Linked DNA regions of Mus musculus: region 1 is linked to region 2. A link is a contact called in public Hi-C data. All regions are on one chromosome and are shown on one strand. Each heading gives the region's core, a stretch centred on a gene start, on an enhancer-like site or on the middle of the called end of the contact. The rest is flanking DNA. Distances are from core to core; before and after follow the strand shown.

Evidence for each region. A called contact is a pair of places that touch in the nucleus more often than the background predicts.
Region 1: a Hi-C map of myocytes shows a contact between it and region 2, with 1.8 times the contacts expected there. The contact joins two enhancer-like sites. A contact is called at or near these places in 5 of 484 Hi-C or Micro-C datasets (adipose-derived mesenchymal stem cells, cerebral cortex, embryonic fibroblasts and 2 more) and 1 of 115 datasets of contacts at active chromatin or transcription factors (embryonic fibroblasts).

Annotation. Positions count from the first base shown.
Region 1 is chr1:12,621,603-12,627,936 of GRCm38.p6, reverse strand. No RefSeq gene overlaps it. Among named protein-coding and RNA genes, the nearest start is that of Gm17644, 43 kb to the left of the region's middle. Within about 2 kb of position 4,501, at least 26 of the 459 cell types and tissues checked have an H3K27ac peak or open chromatin away from gene starts, as enhancers often do. A contact at or near this core is called in muscle stem cells and myocytes, where this site is marked.
Region 2 is chr1:12,289,721-12,296,033 of GRCm38.p6, reverse strand. No RefSeq gene overlaps it. Among named protein-coding and RNA genes, the nearest start is that of Gm22633, 82 kb to the left of the region's middle. Within about 2 kb of position 4,008, at least 14 of the 459 cell types and tissues checked have an H3K27ac peak or open chromatin away from gene starts, as enhancers often do. A contact at or near this core is called in muscle stem cells and myocytes, where this site is marked.

The DNA of each region.
Region 1 (6,334 bases), core at 3,252-5,751, 330 kb before region 2:
ACATTTTCTAGATAGATACCAGGTACCAAAGTTAAATCAGGATCACATTAATGATCTTAACAGTCCAATATCCCCTAAAGAAATAGAAGCAGTCATTAATAGTCTCCCAACCAAAAAAAGCCCAGGACCAGATGGGTTTAGTGCATTGTTCCATCAGAACTTCAAAAAAGACCTAATTTTAATTCTTCTCAAGCTATACCACAAAATAGAAACAAAAGGTACTATACTCAATTCAATCTATGAAGCCACAATTACTCTGATACCTAAACAACATAAAAACCCAACAAAGAACTAGAATTTCAGACCAATTTCCCTTAGGAATATCGATGCAAAAATCCTCAATAAAATTCTCACAAACGGAATCTAAGAACACATCAAAACGATCATCCTTCTTGATCAAGTAGGGCTTCATCCCAGAGATGCAGTGATGGTTTAATATATGGAAAACCATCAACATAATCCACCATATAAACAAAGACAAAAACCACATGATCATCTCTTTATATGCTGAGAAAGCATTTGGCAAAATCCAACACTCATTCATGATAAAAGTCTTGGAAAGATCAGGAATTCAAGGCCCATACCTAAACATAACAAAAGCAATATACAATAAACCAATAGCCAATATTAAACTAAATGGAGAGAAACTTGAAGCAATCCCACTAAAATAAGGGACTAGACAAGGCTGCCCACTTTCTTCCTTCCTGTTCAATATAGTACCTGAAATCCTGGCCAGAGGAACTAGACAATTAAAGGAGATCAAGAGGATGCAAATTGAAATGAAAAAGTCAAAATATCACTATTTGCAGATGATATGATAGTATATATAAGTGACCCTAAAAATTCCACCAGAGAACTCCTAAGCCTGGTAAACAGCTTCAGTGCAATAGCTGAATATAAAAATAACTCAAACTTTATTATATGTAAGTACACTGTAGCTGTTTTCAGACACTCCAGAAGAGGGTGTCAGATCTTGTTCCGTGTGGTTGTAAGCCACTATGTGGTTGCTGGGATTTGAACTCAGGACCTTCAGAAGTGCAGTCAGTGCTCCTAACTGCTCAGCCATTTCCCCAGCCAGAATTGATCCATTCTCATCTCTTTGTACAAAGCTCAAGTCTAAGTGAATCAAGGACCTCCACATAAAACCAGAGACACTGAAACTTATAGAGGAGAAAGTGGGGAAAAGCCTCGAAGATATGGGCACAGGGAAAAAATTCCTAAACAGAACAGCATTGGCTTGTGCTATAAGATCGTGAATCGACAAATGGGACCTCATAAAATTGCAAAGCTTCTGTACAGCTAAAGATACTGTTAATAAGACAAAAAGGCTACCAATAGATTGGGAGAGGATCTTTACCAATCCTAAATCTGATAGTGGACTAATATCCAATATATACAAAGAACTCAAGATGTTGGACTCCAGAAAATCAAAAAACCCTATTAAAAATGAAGTACAGAGCTAAACAAAGAATTCTATACTGAGGTATACAGAATGGCTGAGAAGCACCTGAAAAAATGTTCAACATCTTTAATCATCAGCGGAATGCAAATTAAAACAACCCTGAGTTTCTACCTCACACCAGTCAGAATGACTAAGATCAAAAATTCAGGTGACAGCATATTCTGGTGAGGATGTGGAGGAAGAGGAACACTCCTCCATTCCTGGTGGTATTGAAAGCTGGTATAGCCAGTCTGGCAGTTCCTCAGAAAACTGGACATAGTACTACCAGAAGATCCAGCAATACCTCTCCAGAACATATACCCAGAAAATGTTCTAACTTGTAATAAGGACACATGCTCCACTATGTTCATAGCAGCCTAATTTATAATAGCCAGAAGCTAGAAAGAACACAGATGTCCCTTAACAGAGGAATGGATACAGAAAATGTGGTACATTTACACAATGGAGTACTACTCAGCTATTTAAAACAATGAATTTATGAAATTCTTAGGCAGATGGATGGATCTGGAGGATATCATCCTGAGTTAGGTAATCCAGTCGCAAAAGAGCACACATGATATGTACTCAGTGATAAGTGGATATTAGCCCAGAAACTTAGAATACCCAAGATACAATTTGCAAAACACATGAAACTCAAGAAGAAGGAAGATCAAATTGTGGATACTTTGTTCTTTTTTAGAATGGGGACACTTTTGCATATGCCAGGAAGATTTTGCTGACAGGACCCTGATATAACTATCTCTTCTGAGGCTATGCCAGTGCCTGGCAAATACATAAGTGGAGGCTCACAGTCATCTATTGGATGGAACAGGGCCCTCAATGAAGGAGCTAGAGAAAGTACCCAAGGAGCTAAAGGGGTCTGCAACCCTAGAGGTGGAACAACAATATGAACTAACCAGTACCCCCAGAGCTGTGTCTCTAGTTGCATATGTAGCAGAGGATGGCCTAGTCAGCCATCAATGGGAGAAGAGGCCCTTGGTCTAGCAAACTTTACATGCCCCAGTACAGGGGAATGCCAGGGCCAGGAAGCAGGAGTGGGTGGGTTAGGGAGCAGGGCAGGGAGAGGGTATTGGAGACTTTTCGAGAGGAAACTAGGAAAGGGGATAGCATTAGAAATGTAAATGAAGAAAATATCTAATACAAAAAACAAAACAAAACAAAAACGTATTGAGTTATGAGATACTTTAGCAAAATGGCCCTTTCCAAAATAGGCATGCTGATTTATACTTTAGCCCAAAAGGGAATACTATAACACTTTATTCCCCAACATTATAAATATAATTGTAAGATATCTAGAATAAATTCAGTAAGAGGATAATGAGATTTAAAATTTCAGAACTAAAACATGCCCCCTCCCTCCAAAAAAAAAAATCACGGATATGTCCCATTCTCAAAAAACATAGAGTTCCCTTAAAGAGCTGCGTAAATGTTTAATTTAGCTAGAAGAATGATAGGTTAAAAATTAAGAATTTAAGGATAAGGGACTGGAGAGATGTTTCAGAGAGATAAGCTCTTGTGGAAGTTTGAAGACATGATTTGAATGCCCACAACCTGTGTCAAAGTGGGCATAGTGGTGCCCTCTGAAAACTTTGTGATCCCATGGTGAGAGGGAACACAGACGCTAGAGAATCCTGTGTGCTCTCCTGGTATATTCATTGATAAAACAGAAAAGATCCTGTCTGAAACAAAGAACAAGGTAAGGACTGATGTCTCATGGATGTCCTCTGATGGACATGTGTATGCTGACCTCACACAGATACAAACTAAAAGAATTAGGAAGTTGTGGTATGTAACTGAGACTAATTACATCTTCAAGTGATGCCATGATTACGTAGGATGCACAGTGCCCTCCTTGACTTTTTCTTGCTAGATGGGAAAATTATAAGAGAAGAATTGAAAAGTATGTTAAGTCTTTGGACATTTTCTTGGTTAACCATTGATATAGGTAATGCTGCCCCACAGTGCACAGCACAGGGTGCTATTTGAAAGCAAGCTGAGCAATCTCAGCAAATCATGAGGAACAAGCCAATAAGCTGCACTCCCCTGTAGCCTATGTGCCAGCTCCTGCCTCCACATTTCTGCCTTGAGTTCCTGCCCTGACTTCTCTCAGTGATAATAGAAGTATAAGCCACATAAACTCCCCCCCCCCTTTTTTTTGCCTTTTTTTTTCTGAAATAGAGTTTCAATATCTTGTTCTGGCTGTCCTAGAACTCACTAAATAGACTAGGCTGGCCTTGAACTCACAGAGATACACCTGTCTCTGCCTCCCACATGCTGGGATTAAAGCTGTGTGCCACTGCACATGATGCTTGGCTGTGGTCTTTATTACAGCAATAGGAAATTGTTGTGTGACAAAACTTTTTCTGGGAGGTGAAACCATATGTCTACTTAGTTCAGATAGGAAACCCATAACAGACCAAAGTATAGATATTGTAAGAGATGGGTATGGCTCAGGATCTCAGACTAAGTTCTCAGCACAAATCGTATTTGACCCAGAGGAACAGAGGGCAGGGAATAAGAGACCAAGACAGGAGATAGAGACTGAGGAAGAAGGGGAAGGAAACAAGGGAGATGGGGCAGGGGCATTTGTCCCAGAGTGTGGGACTGCCTCTGGATAGAAAGGAGACACACAGGAAAATGGTGGTTCATAAAGGTGAAGGGGGAAACCCTGTGTAAGGATGAGTTGTTTAATTTTAATTGGGCATGTTAATTAGGTGAGATAAAGGGTGCTTTTTATTGCTTGACTTCAGTACTTTGATAGCTGGGCCTTGGTAGTCAGCCTCAGAAGGAGGAAATGGCCAAATCATGGAATAGACCTTGGTGGCCACCTTTATGAATGCAGCCTAATGGTTTTTAGCAAGTCAGAGGAAATGGGGGAGAAGAACAAGGCCTGCCAGAGCCATGTTTGCCATGTCTGGACTAGCTAGAGTCTTTCAGACACCAGTAAAGTCCAACTTGGTTAGTCAGTGAGTTTCGTTGTGGTTACTTACAAGAATTGAGGAGTTTCTTACAGTAGCAGATATGACTCAGAGACAGCCGCATCACTTAAACCCACCCTAGCGCTGGTGACTTCTCACAGCAGCTGGAAACCTGGAGCATGTTGCACATCCTGAAGGCGGCTCATCTGGTTGGAAAGCATCCTTTTCAAGTGACTCAGTGGCTCTAAAACCACTTCCAGGCAGTTTGGCTGGTTTCTGCTTTTTCCAGACAGCTGGTCTGGTCTCAAGAGTGTTCTTTGAAGCTTATCTGCTCTGAGAAGGACTCTTAGCTTTTATTGCTTGCTCTGGCAGGGCCTAGTGAATCTGGTCTGCTTCAGGGACATCCTGAAGCTATTTTGAGTAGTTTATCTTCTTTCTGTTTAAAGAGTTTCCCTCCAGGGTGAACTATTTCAATCTCTGAGGAAACTGTTCCACAATATAAGAGAAGCGGGACAAACGGAGCTATACATGTGTGGTGGAATGAAGAAAAATCTGGACAGGAGTTTCAAGAGGTGTAAGTTGAATTTTCATTCAAAAAAATCCACTTTATAGCCTGCCCTGCTGCAAGGCCTTAAAGCAAGAATGGTCAAGAAAAGATGAGCACTTTCAGCAAAGCCACCTTAGCCTTTAACATCCTTCCTGGTGGAGCCCCCTCCCGCCCCCCCCCCCCCTTCCGGCACCAAGACCAAAACCGAAGCTGGTTCCAAGTTGCAGATGAAGCCATTAAGGTGAACACCACACATCTTGTAAGAAGAGCATGGGTATGTTGAAGGGGCACAGCATGAGCTTTCAGGAGCATGCACTGACCCAAGCTGGCCCAAGTCGAGCATCAAATGAGTCAGCTAGTTAAAGGGGATCTGTCTATCAATACTGATATAGCAATAACAAAAGCTAAGGGGAAAGGGAAGGATACAAAGTGCTTCAGGAAAAATCCCAGCTAATTAAATGTGGACCAGAATGGGAAAATTGCTGTTTACAGGCACAAGTATATCGTTTGGTTCAAACAATGATAAGCAGTTGAGCTTAAAAGCACGCATTAATTACAAAGAAGTGAGTAGGCCTTTAAATGGGAGAGCTGACAGAAGCTACATTCACCAAGGCATCAGATACATCACCGTAGTGGCTTGGAATAGATCCTCTTGAAAGCAGTATCACACAGGAGCACCAAGACAGTACGGCTTTCACTGCTCAACCTGTATTTCACCCCAAGGAAGAGATCAGACAACTGTAGGACACCCTCTGAGACAAGCGGTCCAGACCCTTGACACTGCCGAGGCCAAGACAGGAACAACAAGTTGAAAGAATCTACCTTGAGTCTTCACACAGACAGGACAAAATACTTAAAGGGCCATGATTTCAGCAATTCTTTCTGAAATCTCTGTCAACATTCTCTCGGCACTCAGTGCTCAGAATGTGCTATAGTGCTTACAATTTCTGGGTTGGTATGAAGGTTAGATAGAGTTTTATTGTCAGAGTCTTTACAGCTTTTCATTAGGTCAAGACATCTGTCAATATAAATTGTTGGGCAGGGGAAAATAAATAGAAATATTTTGGGTAGAAACAGGCAATGTACAGCTGATGGTTTAAACCAATTTAAAAGCCTGAATTTTGAGCAGGTACTTTCTGCACTTAAATTAATGTTTCAATCTAACACCAGACTGCCATTAGGTGTATCATTAAAGCTGTGACTTCTGAGTTTGTACTGCCAGGAGGGGACATGCTTGGGAATGGGTTTAATCTCCTCTTATGTGCCTGGCAGCTCTGGGAAAACAGAAAATACAGCTGACTGTCGAGTTCTTGGTCATTATTGTAAGATGCAGAATTTTGAAGGTAGGGGTAAAAGGAACTAGAATACTGGAAAATTCTGGAATTTGTCCATAACCTTTCCTTTCAC
Region 2 (6,313 bases), core at 2,759-5,258:
AATACACACAGTATTCTCCTGTGACTGGCAGCAATTTATACAGAACGACTTATGTATATTGTGAAGAACTGCCAAGGTAACTTTGTGTTTATTTAGCACTCAAGCCAATGTTTGTTTTCACAATACTTTCAAGGCAAGTCACTTTTACGAGTGAAGAGAAAAAAGGATAAAGTTCCTGAGAGTTTCACACTGTGCCAATAACAGAGGTGGGAAGATGAGAAAAATCTCTCTGCTGCTAATACTGAAGACATTTATCAAGGTGGATTCACTATTACTGTTTAAATTAACTTTTTTGTTTTAAAGAACTTAAAAAGCTTTCAGAATACTAGCCACATGGATGAGATACCCTTTGGTAACTTAAAATGTCTTCAATTCAAAGTTAAAATTTCTCAGATATCTTCAGCAACTCCAAAGGTAACACGATCTTCAGAAATTCCTTTTCTTGTGTCCTATTTTCTCCCATAGAAGTAAGTTATAAATTTATTTTTATGAAGGTTGGAAGAATGGGTATAATAGGGGATAGTTATCTTTTAATTCCTGTAAGAATACATTCAAATGTGAATCGACAGCATTTTATCAAATACTAATTTACTCATACTGTGAAATACTTTAGTGAAGCTGAACTTTAGTAGCTATACTCACATACTCAAGTCTCAGTAGTGAATAGAATAAGTGAAATTCTGAATTGGAGATTCTGAAGCCATTATTTCTGTTCCTGTTAGAAATGGTATTATGAAGCCGGGGAGTGGTGGCGCACACCTTTAATCCCAGGACTTGGGAGGCAGAGGCAGGCAGATTTCTGAGTTCGAGGCCAGCCTGGTCTACAAAGTGAGTTCCAGGACAGCCAGGGCTACACAGAGAAACCCTGTCTCGAAAAACAAACAAACAAACAAACAAAACAAAAAAAACCCAAACCAAAACAAAAAAGAAATGATATTATGTACAGCTCATTTGAAGTATTTGAAGCTCTTTTGAATTCAAGCAAGCCTTTTAGAAAGCTTTTGAAAAAAAAAAAAAAAGCTTAATGTTATTAAGCAAGCAAACAAAGACCCTTCGTGGTATTACCAAGCAGTGTCAACCAGAAACCACAGTTGGCACTAACCCTAAGAGTGTTTCAGCTTAATCTTGATGGAAGATTATCAAACATTTTCAGCAATTTGTCTACAAAGAGTTGACACTAGAAATATGTATATGTCATAATTCAGTCACACAGTGACTGCCAAACAAGTCATGTGATCCTGTAATAAAAGAAAGTGGACATGTCTGTCCTGTCCTAACCATCTACTGAAGCCTTGCCTAGGCTTTAGCAACAAATGGTATGTTCCAAAGAATAGTGCCATACTTATTCAAGGCCTCCAGTGACAGAAATGACTGGGGCAGTGAGGGAACAAAGAAAATCACAGAAAGTCAGCCAGAAAGCTGGGATCAAGAGGTCTGGCTCACTGCTGGAAAAATCACAGCACTCAGAAACTTTATTATGTACAGTTGAACAGAGGGGTGGGTGTTATTACATGCAGCTGAGCAAGATGTCTGGTGTTATTAATATAGATAAATGAGCAGACAGGGTTTATAGTGTATGTCTGGATCAAACAGTTAGGTTTAGCTAATCTCAGTAGGAACCATCTATGTATTAGAGCAATCTTTAGGCCACAGATATCTGGAGACAAAAGGCTATGATGTTTGTTTTCTGCCCACAGAGCCAACACTAATATTGGGTCCCTAGGGAAAGGTTTTTGCCATTTCCCTGTGTGTATCACCTCACAGGGTAGGCTTTGCCATGCCTCAGTGTGTCTGAGGCTCTGAGGTTCTTTGCATGACCATGTGTATGTCAACTATGTAACCTTTCCTCAGGACTTCATTTACTCTGTTCCATACCAAGTAGATACTAGGAAGAGAGCATGTGTGAGAGGCAGAGGTACAGAGTATATGCATAGTACCTGCAACTGTTTTGGGCATGCAAGGGTGACTGGGCAAAGATGACTACAATGAATTTAAATAAAGCCAGCCTTCTGCAGGATACTTAAATACAGGTTTTAGCAGAAAGCAACTTAGAGATGATGTTGGAAGCTTTTCTGTTTTCGAGAGCTAATCAGGTCCTATAGGCTCTTTCCTCCTATACAGAAATATCCCTTCACCTTGATCTTCGTTTCTTGTAAGTCTTGTATGGATAACTGAGTTTGCTCCTATTTGTTCTTTATTTTGTTTCCTTTTTCTCATCCTTCTACGATACTCCCTCCACCTTAGGTCTGTCCATTTCTGTTCTTACCACTTTCTTCTCATTCTTTGCTCATATGGTATCACAGAAACAATTTGTGCATGCACCATTCTTCCAGGAATTTGTGTAACAAGGCATGGCGATTTACCCTTTCTTTGACCACAGAGTGAACTTAACATATATGGGTAATGTTTAGAATTAGCAGAAATGGGAGTCACTTTTAGATATCACTTAGACTCCTCTTTGTAAAGTGGCAACCCTGAAATTATTGCATGTAGCAAAGAATGTTTTAATAATGTCCCAGATGAAAAGGCAATGAACAAAAATAACTGAAACTAGGAATATTCACTCAGTATATGTAGCAAACTTTTCTGGCCTTTATTTTACTTTTTGTGTATGTGCATATAATATGTGTATGTCTGTGTGGTCACATGTAGGTGGGCTTACATGTGTATATGTGTGGGTATATGTATATGTATTGTGAATACAGAGGCCTCAAACTGATGCCAGGAATCTTTCTTTCTTTACTGAGGCAGGGTCTCCCACTTGAACTCAGAACTTACCAATACAACTAGTATAAGCATCTGTAATGCCTGCCCAGCTCTTAAGTAAGTTCTGAGGGTTAACACAAGTGCTTTTTACACTGAGCCATCCTGATGGTTTTATCTTTCTAGCCTTAAAACAACAAAAATATAAAGGCTGAAGGCCCTAGCATGAGCTTGCTCCATTGGTCCCTAGTTCAGCTTTGGTAGCATATGCACACGTGCACATTTATTGCTTTGGGGAAAGTAAACATGGCGGATTTCTGCTGTTGCCCATGCTTGTTACTGACATCATGAAAGGAAATGGGTTTGTGACCCCTGAGGTGTGCTGATTCTGGTCCTCCTCACTGCTCTTGATGCAAAGCTGCTGTTGTGAAGAACAGTAATGGCTCCTCTGCAGCAGCACTCTGGTGCCTGAGATTGACCACCATCACACTACTTGCCAGTTACTATTGGCAAGAAGCCAAGCACCAAGAGGTCAAAGATCAAGTGTTGTGCCAGAGCTTGCATCTCCAATCACCTCACAGCCACGGGCAAAACTGTCCACAGTTATGTCTTCAGAAACATGGCTCTTAAACAGAAGGCCAGACAGGAAGGCATGACCCAGGAGAGGCAAGAACAAGATGTTCTTCCAGAAGCTTCTGTTCTTAGATGCCTTTTGTTTCCACCATTAAACTTTTTTTAAGGGCTTGTGCTTGAAAACAACATGATCATCTGTAAACCTGCCTTTCCCCGATCAGCTAATGTTAATTAGCAGTCACTAACGTGAACAGTCTGTGGAAAGTTAATGTTGGAATTGAAATGATTAAAAACCTGCATAGTGGAGCTTCACAGCTCCATGCCCCGAAAAGCTGGCACTGTTCCTGGACCTATGCGATACCTTCAGAATTAATAATGTTTAAAAAGTGGTTTTGGAACAAAAAATGTAAATGCTACGCAGGAATATAAAACAGACATTCTCTCTTCTGGTCATCTTGCTTTGCATATTGTTTCATCCGGTTCCAGTTTTCTATAAAATGTGGTTTTCATGCCGCAGCTTTCCTTACCTGCTCTTGGACTTTAAGTCAATACTTTCTGATTCCAATTCTTGGCACAGAGGAGTCATGCAATACTCCAAGGGTCCCCAGTTTCAAATGGAGATAAGAAAGGGAAGAGAAATTGAAAGTTGGGGAAGGGCACTGCACTGCTCCTGCTGTCACAGGAAGATGCAGCTGTCACAGGCCTTCTTGGACCTTCCCTGCATTCCAGAAGACCGCTGCCTCCTCCCCATGGTTCCCATAACACTCCACAGGGTTTTCCCTGATGACACTGTAAACTGCTGGCTGATTGTCTGGGTCTTTTGTGAATTTGTAGTGAGTTGTGACACATCAGAAGTCTCAAGCAAGGTCATAGACTTTGAGGCATTGCCAGAAGAGAGGATGAATCACAGAAAAGTTCTACAAAGAATTGGATTTGTTTTTATATACATGGGAAAGGTGGTGACCAGAATCTGTCTTCAGTTAAACACTGAATGGCTTGTTTAAGTACCAAAACCCAAGTGAATTATAGAGAAAATAATAACTATGACAGACTTGTTAAGGGTAGTTTTCAATTTAATATGTAGGCACATGCTGTGGTGCTTACCCAGAGAACCCTGTGCTATAGCTTTTCCTTGGTCCATGTTTCCAGGACTTAGGGAGTGTGCACATATTGATTCAGCTCCATATTCTTGGCTCCAAGTGGCAGAAATAATGCAAAAGAAATGATGCAGTCTGTTTGCTTCCACATTCTCATTTTAATGCTCAGCTAGAGGTTTCCATTCTGAGGTTTTCATTTTTTCCCTTCTCAACATTCTATGGAGACTTGAAAGGACTTTAATGTTTGATACTATAAGAAGAATTACTTCTGGTGATATTAATTTTCAATAGTGGGATGAGTTAATGATTCCTTTATGCAACTGTCTTCACATATGCTGCTTCATGTGATAACTGATGTATAGCTCTTGTTTCCACAAAGCAAATCAGGGAAAAATACCAAAAATGGGGCCAGGGATTCTGTTAGACCCAAAGAGGGTAGTGGCAGAGCTAATCTTGGTCCTCAAACAAAGTCAGAGTTTTTTTCTCTTCCTGGGTTTATATGGCTTCACACTCCCTGTAGAGAGGGGCTTGGTCTTCCTCCCTCTGAAGAGACTGTGTTTGTCAGTGTTAGATATGATTTTAATACCCAAAGACAGGCAATGTTCGTACCTCCTAGTTCATGGTGGCGAACCCTGGGGAAGTGTGTAATCTAGCATGTGTCCCGTGCTTCCCATATCAGATTTGAATGCCACAGAGAGGGAGTTTAATTCTGCTCCTCTTTGACATGGGTCAAGATGCTTGGACAGAAGAAAGTACACATCCCCAAAAGGCAAAGGCAGCACCTATCATAGGAGATTTGTTATATTTTCTATGTATTGGCTTGTAAAGGGCTTGTCAATACCTACTTACCTATCAAGCTAAAAAGAGTCTGTTGACTGTTGACTTTTCAACCAGGCTGCCTAGTCTTTTTTTTTTTTTAATCCTGTTTTATTTGCATCTTATTGTGATTTTAAAAAAATTTTTTTAATTAGGTATTTTCTTCATTTACATTTCCAATGCTATACCAAAAGTCCCCCATACCATCCCCCCCACTCCCCTACCCACCCACTCCCACTTCTTGGGCCTGGTGTTCCCCTGTACTAAAGCATATAAAGTTTGCTAGACCAATGGGCCTCTCTTCCCAATGATGGCCGACTAGTCCATCTTCTGATACATATGCAGCTAGAGACACGAGCTCTGGGGGGGTACTGGTTAGTTCATATTGTTGTTCCACCTCTAGGGTTGCAGACTCCTTTAGCTCCTTGGGTACTTTCTCTAGCTCCTCCATTGGGGGCCCTGTGATCCATCCAATAGCTGACTGTGAGCATCCACTTCTGTGTTTGCTAGGCCCTGGCATAGCCTCACAAGGGACAGCTATATCTGGGTCTTTTCAACAAAAATCTTGCTAGTGTATGCAATGGTGTCAGTGTCTGGAGGCTGATTATGGGATGAATCCCTGGGTCTGGCAGTCTCTAGATGGTCCATCCTTTCGTCTCTCAAATGCTATCCCGAAATTTCCCTATACCCTCCTTCTGACCTGCTCTCCTACCCACCCACTCCCACTTCTTGGCCCTGGTATTTCCTTGTACTGAAGTATATAAGGTTTGCAATAACAAGGGGCCTCTCTTCCCAGTGATGGCCGGCTAGGCCATCTTCTGCTACATGTGCAGCTAGAGATATGAGCTCTGGGGGTACTGGTTAGTTCATATTGTTGTTCCACCTATAGGGTTGCAGATCCCTTCAGCTCCTTGGGTGCTTTCTCTAGCTTCTCCACTGGGGGCCCTGTGTTCCATCTTATAGATGACTGTGTGCATCCACTTCTGTATTTGCCAGGTACTGGCATAGCCTCATACGAGACAGGTATAACAGGGTTCCTTCAGCAAAATCTTTCTGGTATATGCAATAGTTTCTGGGTTTGGTGGCTTATTATGGGATGGATCCCCGGGTGGGGTAGTCTCTGG